2 separate regions of the Sus scrofa genome follow, and region 1 is linked to region 2. The links are chromatin contacts, called in public HiChIP or PLAC-seq maps. All regions are on one chromosome and are shown on one strand. Each heading gives the region's core, a stretch centred on a gene start, on an enhancer-like site or on the middle of the called end of the contact. The rest is flanking DNA. Distances are from core to core; before and after follow the strand shown.

The links. HiChIP or PLAC-seq counts read pairs in DNA pulled down with a chosen protein or histone mark.
Region 1: a contact with region 2 is called in an H3K27ac HiChIP or PLAC-seq map of skeletal muscle. The contact joins two enhancer-like sites. A contact is called at or near these places in 8 of 47 Hi-C or Micro-C datasets (blood, fetal liver, fetal skeletal muscle and 5 more) and 1 of 2 datasets of contacts at active chromatin or transcription factors (skeletal muscle).

Annotation. Positions count from the first base shown.
Region 1 is chr6:145,212,940-145,217,430 of Sscrofa11.1, reverse strand. IL12RB2 (interleukin 12 receptor subunit beta 2) reads left to right here. Exons shown (of 15, transcript NM_214097.2): 15 at 2,717-3,460. The coding sequence ends at 3,256. Among named protein-coding and RNA genes, the nearest start is that of SERBP1, 29 kb to the right of the region's middle. Within about 2 kb of position 1,325, at least 5 of the 83 cell types and tissues checked have an H3K27ac peak or open chromatin away from gene starts, as enhancers often do. A contact at or near this core is called in skeletal muscle, where this site is marked.
Region 2 is chr6:145,145,245-145,149,210 of Sscrofa11.1, reverse strand. No RefSeq gene overlaps it. Among named protein-coding and RNA genes, the nearest start is that of SERBP1, 39 kb to the left of the region's middle. Within about 2 kb of position 1,395, at least 9 of the 83 cell types and tissues checked have an H3K27ac peak or open chromatin away from gene starts, as enhancers often do. A contact at or near this core is called in skeletal muscle, where this site is marked.

The DNA.
Region 1 (4,491 bases), core at 76-2,575, 68 kb before region 2:
TCTCTGTCTTCCAACGCTGATTCCACTGTCCAATGTCCTAAAAGCCTGAAATAGCCCAGTGCGAAGCAGCTCTGGGTCAGTCACAGACACCTGGCTCCCCAGCTGGTAGCTTTGGCATCATGGTCCCTGCTAGGCACCACCTGGGCATGAGGGGACACAGAAGCAGGCAAAGGCACTGAAGAGCCCCGAAAAAAGCCTAGGAGAAATGCTGAGAGTGACACACAAAGAGTTAAAGAAAATAACAAAGGGGAAAAAAATAACCGAAATTTCTACATACATGCCCCAAGTTGAACTGTATGAATATGTTCTTTGTAGCATTATAAATAGAAGCCAAACATTGCATAAGGTAACCTGCCACCAGGGGGTGCAGGTTAAACATTTGGGTATATCTATACTACAGGATGTTATGCAACTGCAAAAAAAAAAAAAAAAAAAAAAAAAAAAAAAAAAAGAGCGATCTATACGTGTCTAAAAATATTTAAAAATGAAAAAAAGCAAAATTTGTAATTGTCTGAAGTGGGTTCTCATTGGTATAAAAAGGAAGGTGATTTTATACACACACATACAGTCTGAAACATGTGCACAGAATATTTCTGGAGGCCTAAGTATGAAACTGGTAATGGCAATTGCTTTTGGGGAGTTGAAGGCATGAAGCCCACTTAATTTGTATTACAAAGTCCCTTTGAACTTAAAAAAAAAAAATTTTTTTACAAAATTATGTTGTTTTCTTTTTGCAAAAATAACCAGTACATTAGACAAGTTTAAAAAAATTTAACTTAAACATGTCATCTACGAATAAGGCCTGTGCCAGCCTCAGACCCCGTATCACTTGACCCTTGAAGGGGTAGACTGTTCTTAAAGACCCAACCTGCTTTCCTAGTGACAGGCGGGGGGCAAACCTCAGAAACACAATGGTCTTTAACCTCCAACAAAATGTGCTTTGAGTTCCCAGGCTTCATATCCCCCTACTGTTTCTTAAGATGTGGCTAAAACCGCAGAGATCTTATCACTCTGGAGGAAAAGGCTCACTCGTTAAGGGGATCCCTGGGATGTTATCCAGTTGAGCTTGTAAAAGTTTAAAATAGTTTCCATGATGTACCTGAGCTAATAGTGGCCCAGGAGGCCTTGCCCCAGGACTTGTCAGCCAGGGGGTCTGCTTTGTAAAAGCTCCCAGGAACAGCCTCTATGGATAAAGCTTTCAAGAAGGCAGGGTGAACACGTCACCTTGTGAGAACAGTAAGCCAACTCCTCACCCTGTGTCATCTCTTCCGCATCAGTGGTAGCAGCACTTTGGCAGCTGCCGGCCATGTTCCAAGCCAGACCTAGGCGCCAGGGCCAGTTTGCATAGCAATAGAAAAAGAGCAGGCTCCTGAAAGAGTACACACGTACCCTCCGGCTGCTCAGGGCCTTTTGTGGAAGTCTGTCCTGAGATAGTACCATCATTCACTTCAGGACAGTTGCCACACTCAGGGCAAGGGAGGGAGCAGCAGAGGCCAGTCCAGACCATTCTTGCACAGCATGACATTTGACAGATGAGGGAACCGAGGGCCAGAAAGGTAGATTGGGCTGTGGAGCTCTGCTTCAGAAAGATCAAGCAGGAGTTCCCGTCGTGGCGCAGTGGTTAACGAATCCGCCTAGGAACCATGAGGTTGTGGGTTCAGTCCCTGCCCTTGCTCAGTGGGTTAACGATCCAGCGTTGCCGTGAGCTGTGGTGTAGGTCGCAGACGAGGCTCGGATCCAGCGTTGCTGTGGCTCTGGCGTAGGCTGGTAGCTACAGCTCTGATTAGACCCCTAGCCTGGCAACCTCCATATGCCGCGGGAGCAGCCCAAGAAATGGAAAAAAAGAAAAAAAGATCAAGCAGTCTAAAAGATATTTTTGAAGATATTAAGAGAGCCCAATAAAGCCTATATAAAAAGAGATACTAATAAAGTGCTTGAACTCAGGTTCAGGAGTCAGTAGAAAGTTTGGGAAGAAAAGATCTAACGTTGAAGAGCTGGCAATCAGATGTTCAGAAAAACAAAGCAAGAAAAGTCACAGACACAATTAGCTTTAGGGAAAAAAGGAGGAAATTTTCCTCCAAAATGTTATTCCAAAGGGGTCTTTCTTAAGAGCAGAACTGACAAAAACGTTTAGTACCCTGGCAAAAACTTTTCAGTAGTTGTGTCAAAGCCCAAACTCCTGAGCATCCCTTAAAAGTCCCTTCATCAGTGTGACTTCCTTCTACTTCCGAAGCCTCAGTGTGCCTGTCATAAGGAAGAACTAGCAGGTTCCAGAATAGGCCAGTTCTCCTTGCCCACACCTTCCTAACTGGAAAATACTTCACAGCTCTCAGGATTCAGCTCTAGTGCCACCCTTTTAAAGTCTTCCCTGCCTCCTCCCAGACAAATGCAAGCGCAGCCTTTGCTCTGCACCCACCATGCCCCCTATGCTAGAGGGAAGGCAGCTGTGCAGTCGGATTCTCCAGATAACAGTGTAGCTTAAGGTGGAAGGAGAGAATGAATCACTGGCTGGGGGTTAAGAGGAGTCCATGGATCCCGCCTGTCTCCCCCACAATGTTAACTGCTTCTCCTACTTCAGCCAGTCAAGGGCCCGCAGTGTTCTGCCTCGAGCTGACTAGGGAGTGTGGGCTGTGAGGGCTTCTAGAACCCTGCAAAGGTCGCTTGCTAAGGCGCTTCCTCCACATATCCACATGAGCCTCTTCTTCCCTCTTCTCAGGAGAAGAAACAGCTGTCCCTGGATAGGCTCCTGGCAGACTGGCCCACTCCTGAAGAACCTGAGCCCCTGGTCATCAATGAAGTCCTTCCTCAAGTGACTCCAGTCTTCAGACGCCCCCATCATCCCAACTGGCCAGGAAAGGGACAAAGGCTCCAAGGTCACCACGCCTCTGAGGAAGACACAGGGTCCAGTGCCTCAAGTCCACCACCTCCAAGGGCTCTCACAGCAGAGACAGGACCCGCAGTGGATCTGTACAAGGTGCTGGGGAGCCGACGCCCTGACTCAAAGCCGGGAAACCCAGTCAGCCACTTGACGGTCCTCCCCGTGGACTACCTGCCTACCCATGAGGGTTACTTACCCTCCAACATGGATTATCTCCCTTCACATGAAGCTCCCACAACAGACTCTCTGGAAGAACTGCCTCAGCACATCTCTCTTTCCGTTTTCCCCTCAAATTCCCTTCACCCGCTGACCTTCTCCTGTGGTGAGAAGTTGACTCTGGATCAGTTGAAGATGGGGTGTGGCTCTCTCATGCTCTGAGTGGTGAAGCGTGATGTTTGGAAAGTCAGTGTGGCCCCAGCCAGCAAAGCATGGCCTGTCTACCCAGCCTCCTGCTCCGGGATCATCGCCCCTGGGCGCTACCATTAGGTCTGGTTCCAACTAGAGGGCAGGCAAACCAGCTTAGGGCAAATCTCAGGAACTGAGAGTTGGCTGTAACCCAGATACCTCACACTGCCTTCTCCTGAGCCTCGAGACTACGTCCCCCACTCTGTGGACCTGGAGACTCCAACTTGGGTACCTGCAACTCTCTTGGCTATGTTGGCCAGAAAGGGACAAGGCAAGAGTAGAAACCAAAACTCGTTGAATCAGAGCTGCAGCTACCAGCCTACACCAGCCACAGCAACACAGGATCCGAGCCACCTGTGCCACCTACACCATAGCTCACGGCAACATCGGATCCTTAACCCACTGAGTGAGGCCAGGAATTGAACCTGCATCCTCACAGACACCATGTCAGGTTCTTAACCCACTGAGCCACAACAGGAACTCCACATTTTTTTTTTTTTTTAGGGCTGCACCTGTGGCAATATGGAAGTTTCCAGCCTAGGGGTCAAATTGGAGCTACAGCTACCAGCCTGTGCCACAGCTACAGCAATGCCAGATCTGAGCCACAAGTGCGACCTACACCACAGCTCGTGGCAACACCAGATCCTTAACCCACTGAGCAAGGCCAAGGATTGAACCCACATCCTCATGGACACTAGTCGGATTTGCTTCCACTAAGCCACCAAGGGAACTCCCAGATTTTTAAAAATAATAAATTCTACAGTACTACATGATCCATTGTTGGATGAACCCATGGATACAGAAGCACAGATACAGAAGGCCAACTAAAAGTTATACGCTGATTTTCAACTGTACGGGGAGCTGGTGCTCCTAACCCCATGTTGTTCAAGGGTCATCGTATAAAGCAGCTACTACAAACCAGGTCTTATGTCTAGATGAGAACTGTCCACCACATCGGCCATTGACCACTTTGGAATATACCTCTAGTATGACTGAGGAGCTGGTTTTTATTGTAATTAAAATAGTCACATATGGCTCTTGGCTACTATACTGGAGAGCACAACTCTAAATGACTATTAAGACAATATGAAGAAAATTTCATTTTTGTCTAATTGCAATTAAAAGAAGATGTTAAAATATCCAAATGAAAATAAAATTAATACTTTCCCAAAAAACGATGAATATATTAGTGAGAATTACTGGGCACC
Region 2 (3,966 bases), core at 146-2,645:
TTCAAGGCAGCATTATTCATAATAGTTAAAAAGTAGAAACAACACAAATGTTCATCAAGTGACAAATTGGTAAAATGTAGTATATCCATAAAATAGAATATTATTTTTCAATCAAAAAGAATATTATTTTGATACAGGCTATAACAAGAATGAGCCTTAAAAAATTATAATTTTATACTAGGTGAGAGACGTCAGTCACAAAAGACCATATATTATATACTTCCATTTATATGAAGTTTCCAGAATTGGCAAATCTATGGAGATAGAAATAGTGGATGCCTAGGGTGGGGGTGGGGGTGCTGACTGCTAATGGGTGCAAAGTTCCTTCTTGAAGTAATAAAAACATTCTTAAATTGATTATGGTGATAGTTGCACAATTCTGTGTATGCTAATCAGTAAACTTGTCTACTTTAAATGGGCAAATTTAAATTCATATGCGAATTACATCTTAATAAAACTGCTAAAAGTACATCTATGTAAAGTATGTACTAATAGAAGAGATGCTGATAAAATGTGTGAATGATTTGGGATCATGTTCGGCAAACTATGATTATAATTATTTGGAAAATAGATAAAAAGCTCTGACAAATTCAGGCAAGAGATGCACTAAAGTGTTCATGAAATCTGCCTTTAGAATATGAACTATTGCTGATAGCTCCCCCCCGCTACACTTTGATGAGCAGGCCTAACTTTTATACTTGGGGAAACTTTTTTTTTTTTCTATTTTTTGGCCGCCTTGGGGCATATGGATTTCCCAGGCCAGAGATCAGCTGTAGTTGTGGCCTAAGCCACGACTGTGGCAATGCCGGATCCTTAAACCCACTGTGCTGGACCAGGGATCCAACCTGTGTCCCAGCGCTCCCAAGACACCACAGCACTCCCATTGTGCCACAGCGGGAGCTCCAACAGGGGAAACTTTTTTAAAAAAGAAACGAGGACGCTTTATTTTCAAAACAATCATTGAGTAGTATCCTTAGGAAATACTGCCAAACACAAAGCTACTAGAGAGCGTTTCAACTGTCATTCTTCAGACAATAGTCTGATTGAGACCAAAACTGATGTTTTCCGCCCTCTCTCCTACCTCCTGTTCTTCTACGTCTCCAGCCCATAAAAGAACATGATTTAGAAAGTCCTGAGCAAGTAAAACCCAGACATGGGCGGTGCTTGCATCTGGCAGCATCCTGCCCTGGAGGTGAGGGGAAGATAACTGCTATCCAGGGCTTCTGACAGTGAAAGTGGAACAAGAGAGGCATGTCCCAGCTGGGGACAGGAGTTATGGCTGTGCCAGGTCCAAGGAGAAGTTTTATGTATTCCTGGAGCACACACTATATGCTTATCTTTCCTGAGGAAACCAGCTTTTCCTTCTCACCTCCCGAGAGGAGGAGCCAGCACTGGCTCATGTCCCTGGACAGAGTTACACTTCCCAGCTGGCCCCTTTCCAAGCAGCCAGTTGTCCATCTCTATCTTAGAGGAACAGCTCTGACAAAGACCTTGGCTCTGTTCGGAAATTCCCTTTCCTTGCTCTCCCAAACAAAATTAATTTGAAACGGTTGGGTTCATCTGACATTTTTTCCTCTGAAGAGCATGTGTTCCTGTGAGGGGGAGGGTCTCCCAGAGACAGCCCCCAGGCTGTCTGCTCAGAGTCCACATTCCTCCCCAATGCTGATGATCTGCCATGCATTCAGAGGCATGCTCCTGGGATGGAGAGGGAGCTGGGGGCCAGGTTTTTGGGGGATGGTTGAAGGACCTGGGGCTACTTAGCATGCAGAAGAGAAAATTCTGGGAGATCCTCAGAGATATCTCGATGAGCTGTTACCATAAGAAAGGTTGATTTTGGAATATCTCAGAGAAAAACTGAAACCAATGTGGAGAAGTTGCACGGAGGCAAATTGCCTTAACCACAGAAAGAAATTTTAATAACTAGAATTTTCCAACAAGCAAGAGGCTCTATTGTAGAGGAGGTAAATTTCATCCTAGGAAGTCTATATAAACAGATTTATTATCATCAGCTTGTGAGAATGGAAAATTTTTTCAACAGTTGTGTGGTGGTTATTACACACCAGGCACTGTTCTAAGTACTTTATATATATAACTCCTAAATACTTACCACAACCTTCTGAAATAACATGTTTTTTTAATTTCCAATTTACAGATGAGGAAAAATAGGCTCAGAGAGGTTCAGTAACTTGCCCAGGGCCACACTGTGACTCAAACCCAGGTAATCTGGCTCCAGAATCCATGCTCTGAACCATCTAGTAAGGTCATATTTATATTAACACCCCAAGATATGACTGTAGGCCTCTACATGTCAAATTATAGAAAATTTTCTCCCTCACCTAGAGGTATTTGGATCATTTCCAGGAGTCCCCATGGAGTACCTACCTATGCCTGCAACCTGTGCATGTGGCACAGCACCTGTCATGCCCTGTGGCTTCCCCCTTGGTGACATCTCAGCTCTGAGCATGTTTTACAAGTCTTGCTGCTCCTCTGCAGACCACACTAATTGTGAGAACACCAATGTCTATGCCAAGGGGGCTTCCTCACAATGACCCTATCCCTAGGGCTCGGGGTCCCTATGTGTCCCTGGGTCCTGAGAGCTGTGGAGAATGGTCCCTCTTCTGTATCAGTCTATCAGTGAGTCACCAGCAAATACTGCTTTTGGCCAGAGTCCTCTATCCCTCAACAACGAGATGTCTCTCTCGGCTACCGGCCTTCATCTCCTTGGTTGTAGAATTTCAGAGACATCCAGCCACTGGAGTTGGATTGTGCAGTGTATTCTCCCTCCCTGTCACCTTTCCTTCTCTCTCACCTGTCTGCTGCCACTGGACAAGCAAAATAAATAAGACTCTCTATCTATCCCCTCAGCCACAAAATATAGGGTCCTATGCACCAGCTAAAGAGATCCTCTGAAGAGATGTCGCCTAGCTTCTCCCCAGGCCCTGCTAAGCCAAAAAGGATGTGTGATACCTGTGAACAGAAGAAGGAAGACTGGTAGTCAGGGTGTTAGGGAAAGGTGTGCTGGATCAAGGTGGAAGCTGGAAAGAACGGTAAGGTCTTACCAATTCTAAAGTGTTAGAATGCAAAAAAATAAATAAGTAAAAAAGGAGTTCCCATTGTGACTCAGCAGGTTAAGAACCTGCTGGCATAGTCTCCATGAGGATGTGTTTGATCCCTGGCTTCACTCAGTAGGTTAAGGATCCAGTGCAAACTGCAGCTTAGGTCACAGATGCAGCTTGGATCCAGTGTTTCTGTGGCTTTGGCTGTGACCTGCATCTGCAGCTCCGACTTGACCCCTAGCCTGGGACCTTCCATGTGCCCCAAGTGCGGCCATAAAAAGAAACAAACAAACAATAAAATGTTAGAACCCTAAGCCCCAAGTCTTTTGATAGAAATGGAGTCGGTCACTCTGTTTCCTCAAATAGCCCCTCTGAGTTTGTTTAGGAAACAGTAAGCTGTGTTTCTAGGTAGAGTTTTTGGTTTTTTGTTTTAGCAGTTCCTGGATTCTACTTCATTTATGGAAGGTGAAACGTGACGTAACTGGCTACCTGGTGCAGCTCACCTTTAGGCCAGGGAGGAAGCTGACATGGAGATTTATTGATGGGGAGCCACTAATGGTTTATCCAATAAACTGTTTCCTTCAGGGAGAATTTCAGAGATAAGCTTCCTGTGCTTGTACCCTAGTCTCTCTCATGCTCTAGGTAAAGGTAACGAGGACTCATTTCATTTTTTAACGTCTCCGTAGTATCCAAGAGGTCTCCTTATTGTCTTTTATGGGTAATGTGTTAGGTCTGGGACATTTGATTCCCTGAAGTTTCTGTGAAAATATGAAAGACTGAAAGAGGAGAGAGAAGATAGGGAATAGAGTGAGGCATGTCTCACTGTGGTTTTGAAGAAAGGGTGTGGTGGCTGGCCTCAAAAATGCGCTCCGGCACGCCTTGCCTCCTGGTGTTCATGTCTTGCCTAGTT